Linked DNA regions of Sus scrofa: regions 1 and 3 are each linked to region 2. The links are chromatin contacts, called in public HiChIP or PLAC-seq maps. All regions are on one chromosome and are shown on one strand. Each heading gives the region's core, a stretch centred on a gene start, on an enhancer-like site or on the middle of the called end of the contact. The rest is flanking DNA. Distances are from core to core; before and after follow the strand shown. Region 1 overlaps HCK (tyrosine-protein kinase HCK). Region 2 overlaps NOL4L (nucleolar protein 4-like). Region 3 overlaps MAPRE1 (microtubule associated protein RP/EB family member 1).

The links. HiChIP or PLAC-seq counts read pairs in DNA pulled down with a chosen protein or histone mark.
Region 1: an H3K27ac HiChIP or PLAC-seq map of alveolar macrophages shows a contact between it and region 2. The contact joins two enhancer-like sites.
Region 3: an H3K27ac HiChIP or PLAC-seq map of alveolar macrophages shows a contact between it and region 2. The contact joins two enhancer-like sites. A contact is called at or near these places in 1 of 5 promoter capture datasets (fetal liver) and 1 of 2 datasets of contacts at active chromatin or transcription factors (alveolar macrophages).

The regions. Positions count from the first base shown.
Region 1 is chr17:35,717,770-35,720,933 of Sscrofa11.1, forward strand. All of the region lies in intron 1 of HCK (tyrosine-protein kinase HCK), which reads left to right. Among named protein-coding and RNA genes, the nearest start is that of HCK, 11 kb to the left of the region's middle. Within about 2 kb of position 1,637, at least 17 of the 83 cell types and tissues checked have an H3K27ac peak or open chromatin away from gene starts, as enhancers often do. A contact at or near this core is called in alveolar macrophages, where this site is marked.
Region 2 is chr17:36,118,917-36,122,037 of Sscrofa11.1, forward strand. The region is part of intron 4 of NOL4L (nucleolar protein 4-like); the gene reads right to left. Among named protein-coding and RNA genes, the nearest start is that of NOL4L, 81 kb to the right of the region's middle. Within about 2 kb of position 1,790, at least 4 of the 83 cell types and tissues checked have an H3K27ac peak or open chromatin away from gene starts, as enhancers often do. A contact at or near this core is called in alveolar macrophages, where this site is marked.
Region 3 is chr17:36,398,395-36,401,392 of Sscrofa11.1, forward strand. All of the region lies in intron 2 of MAPRE1 (microtubule associated protein RP/EB family member 1), which reads left to right. Among named protein-coding and RNA genes, the nearest start is that of MAPRE1, 9.1 kb to the left of the region's middle. Within about 2 kb of position 1,522, at least 8 of the 83 cell types and tissues checked have an H3K27ac peak or open chromatin away from gene starts, as enhancers often do. A contact at or near this core is called in alveolar macrophages, where this site is marked.

The DNA of each region.
Region 1 (3,164 bases), core at 387-2,886, 400 kb before region 2:
AGTGAAAGAGATTTTCTGGGTGATGAACGTTCATGCGCAACGGCCCTGAAGTGGAAACACAGTGAGCAGAGGAATCATGAGAGGCTAGTGTGGCTGAAATGAAAAAAAAAAAAAATCAAGGGAGGGCTTGGACAGGACGGTGAGAGTGAGGGGACCCCGGATCATGGAGCCTCGCCAGCCATAAAGGGGACTTGGGCTTTTGTTCCAAGTAAGACGGCGGCCCCAGGAGGTTCTGAGCAGAGGAGACACACGACCTGACTTAAATTTTAACCTCACTTACCTGTGAGAGGTAGAATGGGGGATTCACACCCAGCTCTTTCTAGCTTCAAATCCCATCCTATATTTTCCAAACCTCCCTGACAATCTGCCCACCTTAGAAATAAAATTACTCTAAGGAGGCTCACAAATGCCCTTGAGCTCTGGAGTTGACCAGGTGACCCAGAGGTAACACTGGACCTGCTGAGAATTTACTACATGTTTAGAACAAGTTGGAACACATGCATCTCTGAGCCAACCCTCTGGCTGATCAGGCTAATGACCAAAAGCCCAAGTTCCTCTTCCATGTGTTGCGCTGTCACTCGCTGTTGTGTAAACCGGGGCATGACACTCGCCCTCTCTGGGGCTGCTGCTCCCATCTGTATAGCCAAGGTCTCTCCAATCCCTTTCTGTTTGCAAAGTCAAAGTCTGGAGCGTTTGATCAGAAAGAAGCCGAGGGTCGGAAAAGGGGAGAGGTGAGGAGTCAGGCGTGACCTCCAAATGTCCATTACAGATAAGAGTCACCTGCAGGTTTGGGTGGTTCAACCTGAAGACAGTCAGGGGACCCAAGGAGAGGGTGCTGTTAGGTTCTAAACTCCCGAAAACTCCTCAGGGAACTGGTCCCTGCTGGTGTAAGACGTTCTTCCCCCGCCTCCTCCCCCCCCACCCCCCCATGGCTAAGCTGTTCCGAGAAGGGAAACTTCCTCTAACTGGACAGTCTTGAGCCCTGGGCCCCCAGCAGCAGGCGGTCTGCCTTCCTAAGTTTCCTGTTTGGGTTACTCATCCCCCTCCCCCCTTGCCCCCTGCAGCCCCTGGTGCTGAGTCAGTGGAGGATGAGAGTCAGGAGATCCAGGTTCTTGTTCTACCTGCCACTGAGCACCTAGGGACCCTCTCCGCCCTGGGCTTCCATTTCCCCATCTGATAGATGGGTCAATAATTCTGTCTTTCTGAAGTCAGCCTAGTAATGTTCAGGCCTATAAAGGGACACAATGTATTCGCTCCACAAATGTATATGGAGGGCCTAACACACGTCAGACACTTTCTGGACATGGCTTCAGTGCCATCAGCTTCACAGGGTCCATACTCTGTACACCCGCACCTACTCCAATGGGACTAGTACTCTCTTTAGTTTCTTCTATCAAAACCGCCTATCAAGGGAGTCTTTGCCATAAGCCATTTACACTTGAGTATGAATTACAATCCCTTGTAAGAACTTCCTTTACGCCAAACAGGATTCTTTGAGGTTTAAGGGGGGCAGAAATCCAACTCGAACTGGCTCAAGCAAAAGGAGGTTACTGGAAAGTCTATGAGCACATCAGCTTCAGGCAGGGCTGGACCCAAGGGCTTGAGAATCCGTATTTCTTCATTTCTAGGCTCTGCTTTGCAACTGCAGCCTCTTTTCCAGCCAAATAGATGACTCTCATTGGCCAGGGTGGAGTCACATGCCCATCTCTGCTTATACTACTGCAACTCTGATTGGCCAGACTTAGTCACAGACTCACCCCTTCGGCCAGAGGTTGAAGTCAGCTCTATGGAAATCTGTGAATTGAGAATGGGGGAAGGGTGGTTCCCAAAGGAAAAGTTTGGGGAGCTGTTGTCGGAAGAAGAGGGAGCAGATGCCATATAGGAGAAAGATCTACAGCTGTCCCCTTCAGAGAACTTGTCACCCGACATCTCACTTCATATTTGGGAAAACTGAGGCCTGGAGAGAGGTTGGGACTCGCATGAGGTCACACAGTGAGCTTGTGGCAGAGGTGGATCCAAACTCTAGGGTTCTTTTCCTTCAGCCCCACGGGCCCCTGCTTGAGCCTAGAGCTCCTAGAAAACCATCTTCCACCCACTCCACAGGATGTGCAGGCAGGACCCTGGCCTTCCCTCTTGGGCTTGACTCTGAGAGTTCAGAAGTTTCTGAGTCCTCCGCAGCCAGCATGGTGATCGTGGGAAGCAGCCAAGCCAAGCAAGCTGGACTTTCTCATTTCCCTTCTATGCAGCGCCTGCAGAAACTGAGGGGACAAAGAGCTGGTTTCAGGTCCCTGGGGTTCAGCAGTGACCTGAGGAAGTGTCTTTGCCAGGGATCAGCAGTTCTAAGTTAGTTTGGGGCCAGATGGGCCACTTCTGTTCTCAGAGCCCAGTTTTTAAATCACAGACAAGAAATATATGTTTTCAGAAGCTTTAAAAAGCCTTTCAGATCCCTGTTACATCTCAGGCCGAGCCTAAGAAGCACGTGCCTCTTATTTTACAGGGAAGAAAAATGAGGCTCAGAGAGGGGCAGTGACTTACTCCAGGTCACACAGCCAGTCAGTGGCAGAACTGGGATCCAAATCCCAGTATTCAGACCCCAAGTCTGGTCTTCATCCCACTACCCTGGTGGGGCTCAAATTTTAGTGTGATAAGAATCTCCTAAAGAATTGTTAGAAATGCAGATTCCAGGCCTTCATCCCTAGAGACTCTAGTTCATTCAGTACAGAGTGTGGCCCAGGAATGTGCAAGATTCAGTGAGGATTCTTTGGGCACGAGTGGCAGAAATCTGACTCAAACTAGGTTAGACAAAATTGAAAATTTATGTGCTTACGAATTAGAAAAATTCTGAGGTGGAAAAGTTTCAGGCATGGCTGGACCCAGGTGTTCAAACATGCCTTTTCTAATTTTTCTAGCAAATCACACTGGAGACAGTGTGATTCCTCTGTGGAGGCTTCACTCTAAGGCAGCTCCTTCCTGCATGATGTCAGGGTGGCTCCCAAGAGCTCCAGTTTTCTACATCCACATCTTACATCTATATCTATATCCACATCCACATCCATATCTATGCCCACATCTCCATCTGCAGCCACATCTACATCTATACCTACATCCATATCCACATCCATATCTACATCTGCATCTAAATCTACATCTGTACCTACATCCAC
Region 2 (3,121 bases), core at 540-3,039:
CCTAACTTCCCCCAGCCTCAGTTTTTTCATCTCTGAAATGGGGTCTTAATAGCAGGAGCTTGTTTCCAAAAGCTGCTGTGTGGCTTATAGGCAGGGACGCCTGCAGGGGGCTGGACTGGTGCCTGGCGTGGAACACCTGCCCAAATCTTGTTACTGTTAGCCCTGAGGATGAGGATGAGGACGAGGGGAGAAATAAGCAATTAATGACCCGACACCAGTCAACAAACATTTGCTGAGCCCCTGCTGTGTGCCGGGGGCCTGACCCAGGCGAGAGACTGTGGTGATGAGATGAGCTGATGCAGACCTGCGCCCATGAACCTGCCCGGGGCGGGGGCCACTCGGGGCCTTGGCCAGCTGTTGCCCTCTCCCTTGCTTTTTCCTTTTCCTTCTCTCCTCTGCTCTTTGCTTGGGAATTAACAGCATTACTGTGGGAGAGAGCACAGCCTTCCCTCACACTTACTCTATGACTTCAGGGGAATCACCTGAACTCTGTGACACGGAGCCTCAGTTTCCCCATGTTGTCCGTGAGGGTCCTGGCACGCGTTCCTGCTTTCCTCCTTGCCACTCCCTCCTCTCTTCTCCTTCCTCCCTGCTCCCCCTCTATTTCCTTTCCTTACTATTTTTCCCCTTTCCCAAGCCTTTGGCAACTTCACACCCAAAGGCATGGTCCAGCTCAGCTGATAGCACCCAGGCCACGGCCGATGCTGTGGACTAACTTACCTAATACCCAAACCCAACATTTCTTTCTTCTGTTTCTCAACAGAGGGTGGGAAACAAAATTCTTTTTTTCCCAGCCCCGCCTTGCAGCTGCAGGTGGCCAGGTGATCCTGGCCAATAAGATGTCAACAGAAGTCTACTGGCCAACTCTCCAGGAAGGTTTTGCCTTGTACTAAGCTTACACCCTTCCCATTTTCCTCTCACCTTGAATGTGGACAAGATGGGTGGAGCAATAGCAGCCAACCTGCAAGTGTGGGGAAAAGGTCAGCATCACAGAGACACCAACCCACTGTGGCCCAACAGCTGCTCCTCCATTCTTCCTGTCTTCAGGTGTAAAACAACCTTCACATTTTGCTATTCAGTCAGCTGGGTTTTTGGACCTGCCATCAAAAGCATCCCTGGCTGTTTCACAGGGCTCCTGTTTGCCGATGGACTGGACAGCAAGGCCTCTACTCCCATGTGGGCTTTTCTCTAGAGGGTCCTTAAACAGATAGAGGAGGGCAGCTGTGTGGGGGCACCTGCTCTGGACACTGTGGTGCATGGAGGACCCTGCAGAGGGAAAGCTGCACATACAGGTGTGTTCCAGTTAAAGAAGTTCTTCTGTTTCTATCCTATTTTTCTTGAAGCAGCCATTCCAAACATCCAAGGCCTAAAAATGACCGTGAGGCTGGCGAGGCATGGACTCTCTTCCTCCCGTCTACTGAGGAGGCAGCTGCAGAAGAGATTGGAGTGGCCACCCTGAGGCCAGGCTGCCTGTGGTCATGGTGGGGTAAGCCCTGCTCCCCACCTGTCTTTAGCACCAGCCCAAAGCTCAGGGCTATCCAGGCTGCGAGGTGCAGGGGGGCTGGCTGGGGCAGGGGAGGGGTGGGTGGGCAGAGCTCCGGGGCCCTCTCCCAGCTTCTCAGGGACATGCCTGCCTGCTGCTGACCCCTGACATACTGACTTCCTCCCCAGAAGAGTTTCCTTGAAGAAAGGGGTTCCTCTGTCAAAAAGCAAACTTTGAAAACCACTGAAGTCTGGCCCAAACCTGCTGTTGCAGTAACAGGGAAGCTGCAGCATGGAGAAGTGAAAGTTAGACAGCTGGTGCGGGGCAGAGCCACACCTAGAGTCAGAGTTGCTGGGCTGTCTGGGGCGCTCATGTCCACTTACTGTCACCTCCAGCTAAGTCTCTCTCTCCCCTGGTGGAGGAAGATGCTCTAGGAGGCTTTGCGCCTCACACAGGTGGGTGAGAGCATTCCTTTGCGGGCTGCTCAGGCTTAACCCAAGCACATCTCCCCCTGGCTCCCCTTTCCGAGTCCCCTCTGCTGTTCCCACCCCAGGGCCTTTGCACTTGCCGTCTGCTCTACCTAGAAAGCCTTTGCCCCAGAGGGCTGGCCACTTCCTATCATTCGGGTCTAGGCTCAGATGCCATCTTTTCAGAGAGGCCTTCTCACCCAGAGGCTTGGTCTATCAACAGAGTCCATTTTAATTCTCTGCCCCAAACCTTTTCCTTTTGCGTATTTTATTTTTCTTTCTGACGTCCTCTCTGCAGCCCATGAGCTCCCTGAGAGTGGGCTCCTTGTCTGTTTCACTCACTGTTGTATCCGCAAGTGCTCAGGACAGTGTCTGGGACATTGAAGGAACTTAAATGATTTCTGAATGAGTGAAGGAGGAGATTTTTAAAAAACTATACAAACACAGGGTGGCAGGGAGGCCAAGGGTGTTTGTGTAGTGGGAGGGCTGTGAGCAGAAGCCATGGGACTCTGTCCTCTCTGTCTGAGTGGCGGTGGGGGAGCTCCCAGCCTGGTGGGGGTCGACACCCGGTCACCCCATGAGGTCACCCTCTGAGCAAATCGAAGCAGCCGGCACAAACTCACAGTGTGACACTGTGCCGTGCTGCCCTCAAAAGAAAAAAGGGAGGGGGTGTTAATGAGGTAAACACAATCAAGACCCGGAAAAATCTTGGCCCTGCTTCTACAGAGTCCACCCAGAGCCATTATCTCTAATTGATCGCCAGACATCAGCTGCTGAAGCGTCTGAAACCCTCCTGCATTTTCCAGGTCTGGTTACAAAGCCCGGGCCCGCCCACCTGCCCACCCACCCACTGAGTGGGGTCAGGTCTCCTGGACCAGCTCTTTGCTGGGGGCCGGGACCTGTCTGGGCCCCACCTGAGAAGGAGCCATCACGCTGGCAAGGGCGGGGAGGGGGCACGAAGCTGTGTAAAAACCACGAGCCACAAACGACTGGCCGCCAGGAGCCGAGTCGCCTGCACTGTGTGTGATGCCTTAAGCCGAAGGTTCCACAAAGCCACCAGGGGTCTCGCCCTCCAAAAAATGTGACCGAAAATAGGGAGGACTGGAGAATGCACCAGATGAGATCCTCCAAGAACTGAAGGTAGGAGTTTCATTGTTGACAACAACAACAA
Region 3 (2,998 bases), core at 272-2,771, 280 kb after region 2:
GTATGGCTATAACCCGATTTTCCAGATGGGGAAATGGGCTTAGAGAAATTGAGTAAAAAGTACAAGGTTATACAACAAGAACAGATTTGAGGCTTGAACCTTTGTTGACATCAAGAGTCCATGTTCTTAAGCCCCTGTCCTGTGCTCACTTTCTAGACTTCCTTTACCAGCCAGTGCCTTTTGGTTCTACTTAAAATTACTGTTTTCCTTTATATGAAAAGAAATCTTTTTAATGAATTCAGCTTTTGTACTTCTTTATTTTGTACCTGGGTCTTAGCCTTGGTCTTAGTTTCATTTGCTTATCTTGTTATTTCCCCTGTGAGATTTAATCTGTTTTGTAGATGGTCAGAGAGAGCGTGATGGGAGGTTGTACATTGAGACAGAGGTGCCTAAGAGTCATGCTTATTAAATATCAGCTATTGTGTTAGTCAGAGGCACTGCTTTTCCCCTACTTTCTGTTCATTTCTTCAGTTTCATTGTCACATCCCCATTTGTTTGAGGCTTTTAAAGCACTTGTTTGCCCCGTGATTAATGACTAATGTGGGGATGAAGTCATCTTAGTTTTCATTGGAGCCGCTTTTCACCAGCAATTTCTCCCTAAAATTTAGTTCCTTCTATACATATACTCCAAGCAGTATTTCCCTTAGTTAATTCCAAAATGAGAATTTCATGTGTAGATGTTGTACATGTGCTGATCTGGCTCCAGATTTAGCTCCTTCAGACAGGGAGCTATCGTCATCAGGACTGGGTGTGAAGAAGCTTCCGTCTGCTCTGAGCCATGTGATTTTGGATGAGTCCCTTAATGTTCTCATTCCTTGTGTGTAAACTGGGGTGGTAGGGTATGGTTTAAATGTTGGGCTGTTTGGGGGATCACCTGTAAAAATAGCTCTCAGGTACTGATTCTTTGCCACACCCTGGAGAAAGTCAGGCTCCTTAGGTCCTTGTCTTTATTGAGGCCCCAGGAGAATCCCACTGGCCTTTAACACTGGTGCCTGGTCCCTTCTGATCTTACCTCTGATGAGCAGAGGGTCATGCAGACCAGAATTCTCTTACCAGACACAAGCTTTAAAAGGTGGGAATGAATAGGTCTTTCCCTTCAGAGGGCAAAGCTCTGAGGTCCTACACTGTTAATGTGCTGGCTGCCTGTGAAGTGGCAGAGTTTTGTCAGCATCGTAGGCGTCCTTCCTCCAACAGTGAAACGAGCCTTTGCTTGGCTCTTGTAGTAAGAAAAGGTGTGGGTGACTTTCAGTGATAGGGTTGGCTGGTTGATTAAAGATTCATTACATTCTGTAGTCTCTCTGTTTTAGAGAGTTAGTCATCAAGTATTTTGGAAAGATAGTCAACAAGGAAGAAACCTTGATCACAGAGGATCATTCTGATGAGGGGTTGATTGTGTCAGAAGGGAGATGCTGGTTGCTTTTTGTTCCTCTCTTTCCTCGGTTCCAGCCAGGATTCACGCCCCCCCCCCTCCTTCCAAGGGCCTAGCATGGTAGTCTGAGCGTGTAGCGTGGCCTCACTGAATGTTCTTGGATCCCCCTCACTTCCTGCCTTCTCCCCTCCAGCCTGCCCTCCTTCACAGTTCCTGTGTTGTACAGAATAGGAGAGGTGTTCAGATGCCCCTAGGCAAATGCTGTTTCCTTTTTTTTTGTAGTTTATTGTGGGCCCTGCTGGCCCTTATATAAAACAGAATGTCAGTCTTGCTTCCAGAGCCACTCTGAGGCTGGGACACCCCCTGACCGGGCATCCCCAACTTTGTTTTCTCTTCAAGTTGGCTCCCTTTTCCAGACACACTATTTTGGGCCAGGTTCCCACCATTCTTCCAGTGTTGCAGGCCTGAGAAGCATCTTTTGAGGCTAATTCACAAAGTTCTGTATCTATTCTGCAGGGTCTTTTGGCTCTGGTCCCATCTCAGTTTGCAGGCTGCTGCCACAGCGGCCTCCCAGCCAGGCCCTACATTCCATCCAGGTTCTCTGCCCCCGCTTCTCTCGTTGACCACAGTAGTCTGCAGCCTTTCAAAGAGACCATTTTTTATTGAGCTACTCCTCTGCTCAAAAAGTATCTCTTTACATTTTTTTGCCTGACTCTTCAAGTACTTCCATTATTTTTCTTTACATTAATTAGAGTAAAGGATAAGAAACTTATTTTCCTCTGACTATAAGTAATTAAGTATTCTTTATAGATACGTATTAAAAAGAAAACCATAGTCTATTGTCATAAGTTGTAGTCATTATTATCTTTTAGCTGTATTCCCCTCCCAATTATGGCTTTTTTGCTGAGCTCTCAGCATAGGCCAGGCACTTTCCAGCATGTTTCGCCTACATAACCTGTGAGGTGAGGACTGTCATGCCCGTGTAGAGAGAGAAACTGAGACAGAGATGTTAACTTGTCCAAGGTTGCTGTGTTAGCTATACCTTCAGTATTTTCCGTGATTTTCAAAAATCATTAACATACTGTATATACAGTATTTTTTGAATAACTGAAAGTCTCAAAATGGCTTAAAATTCAAAAGGGACAAAAAAAGTCTGTCTTTGAAAAGTAAGCCCATCCACTAGCTGTCCAGTTCCCTAACCCAGAAGTAACCAGTGTTACTAGCTGGGTGGTCTCCAGAGAGAGTGAGCCTATATAAGCAGAAATAACCATCTGTCTTTTTTCTTTTTTTTTTTTTTTGGCTGTGCCCATGGCATGTGGAAGTTTCCTGGCTAGGGATCAAACCAGTGCCACAGCAGTAACCTCAGCCGTAGCAGAAACGATACTGGGTCCTTTACCCACTAGGCCAGCAGGGAACTCCCTGTCCATATTTTGTGTTTGTGTTCTCTTTCCACCATTTTACATAAGTGGTAGTGTGTTCTATATCCATGCAGCAGGTGCCACTTTATTTTCCTTTATGGTAGTGTCATACATAATTTCCTTGGATCTGTTCCTTATTAGTGTGTTTCCAGTCTGTTGCTATTATATATAGACTGCTCCAGTAAGTAACACATATAAGCATATAAGGTTG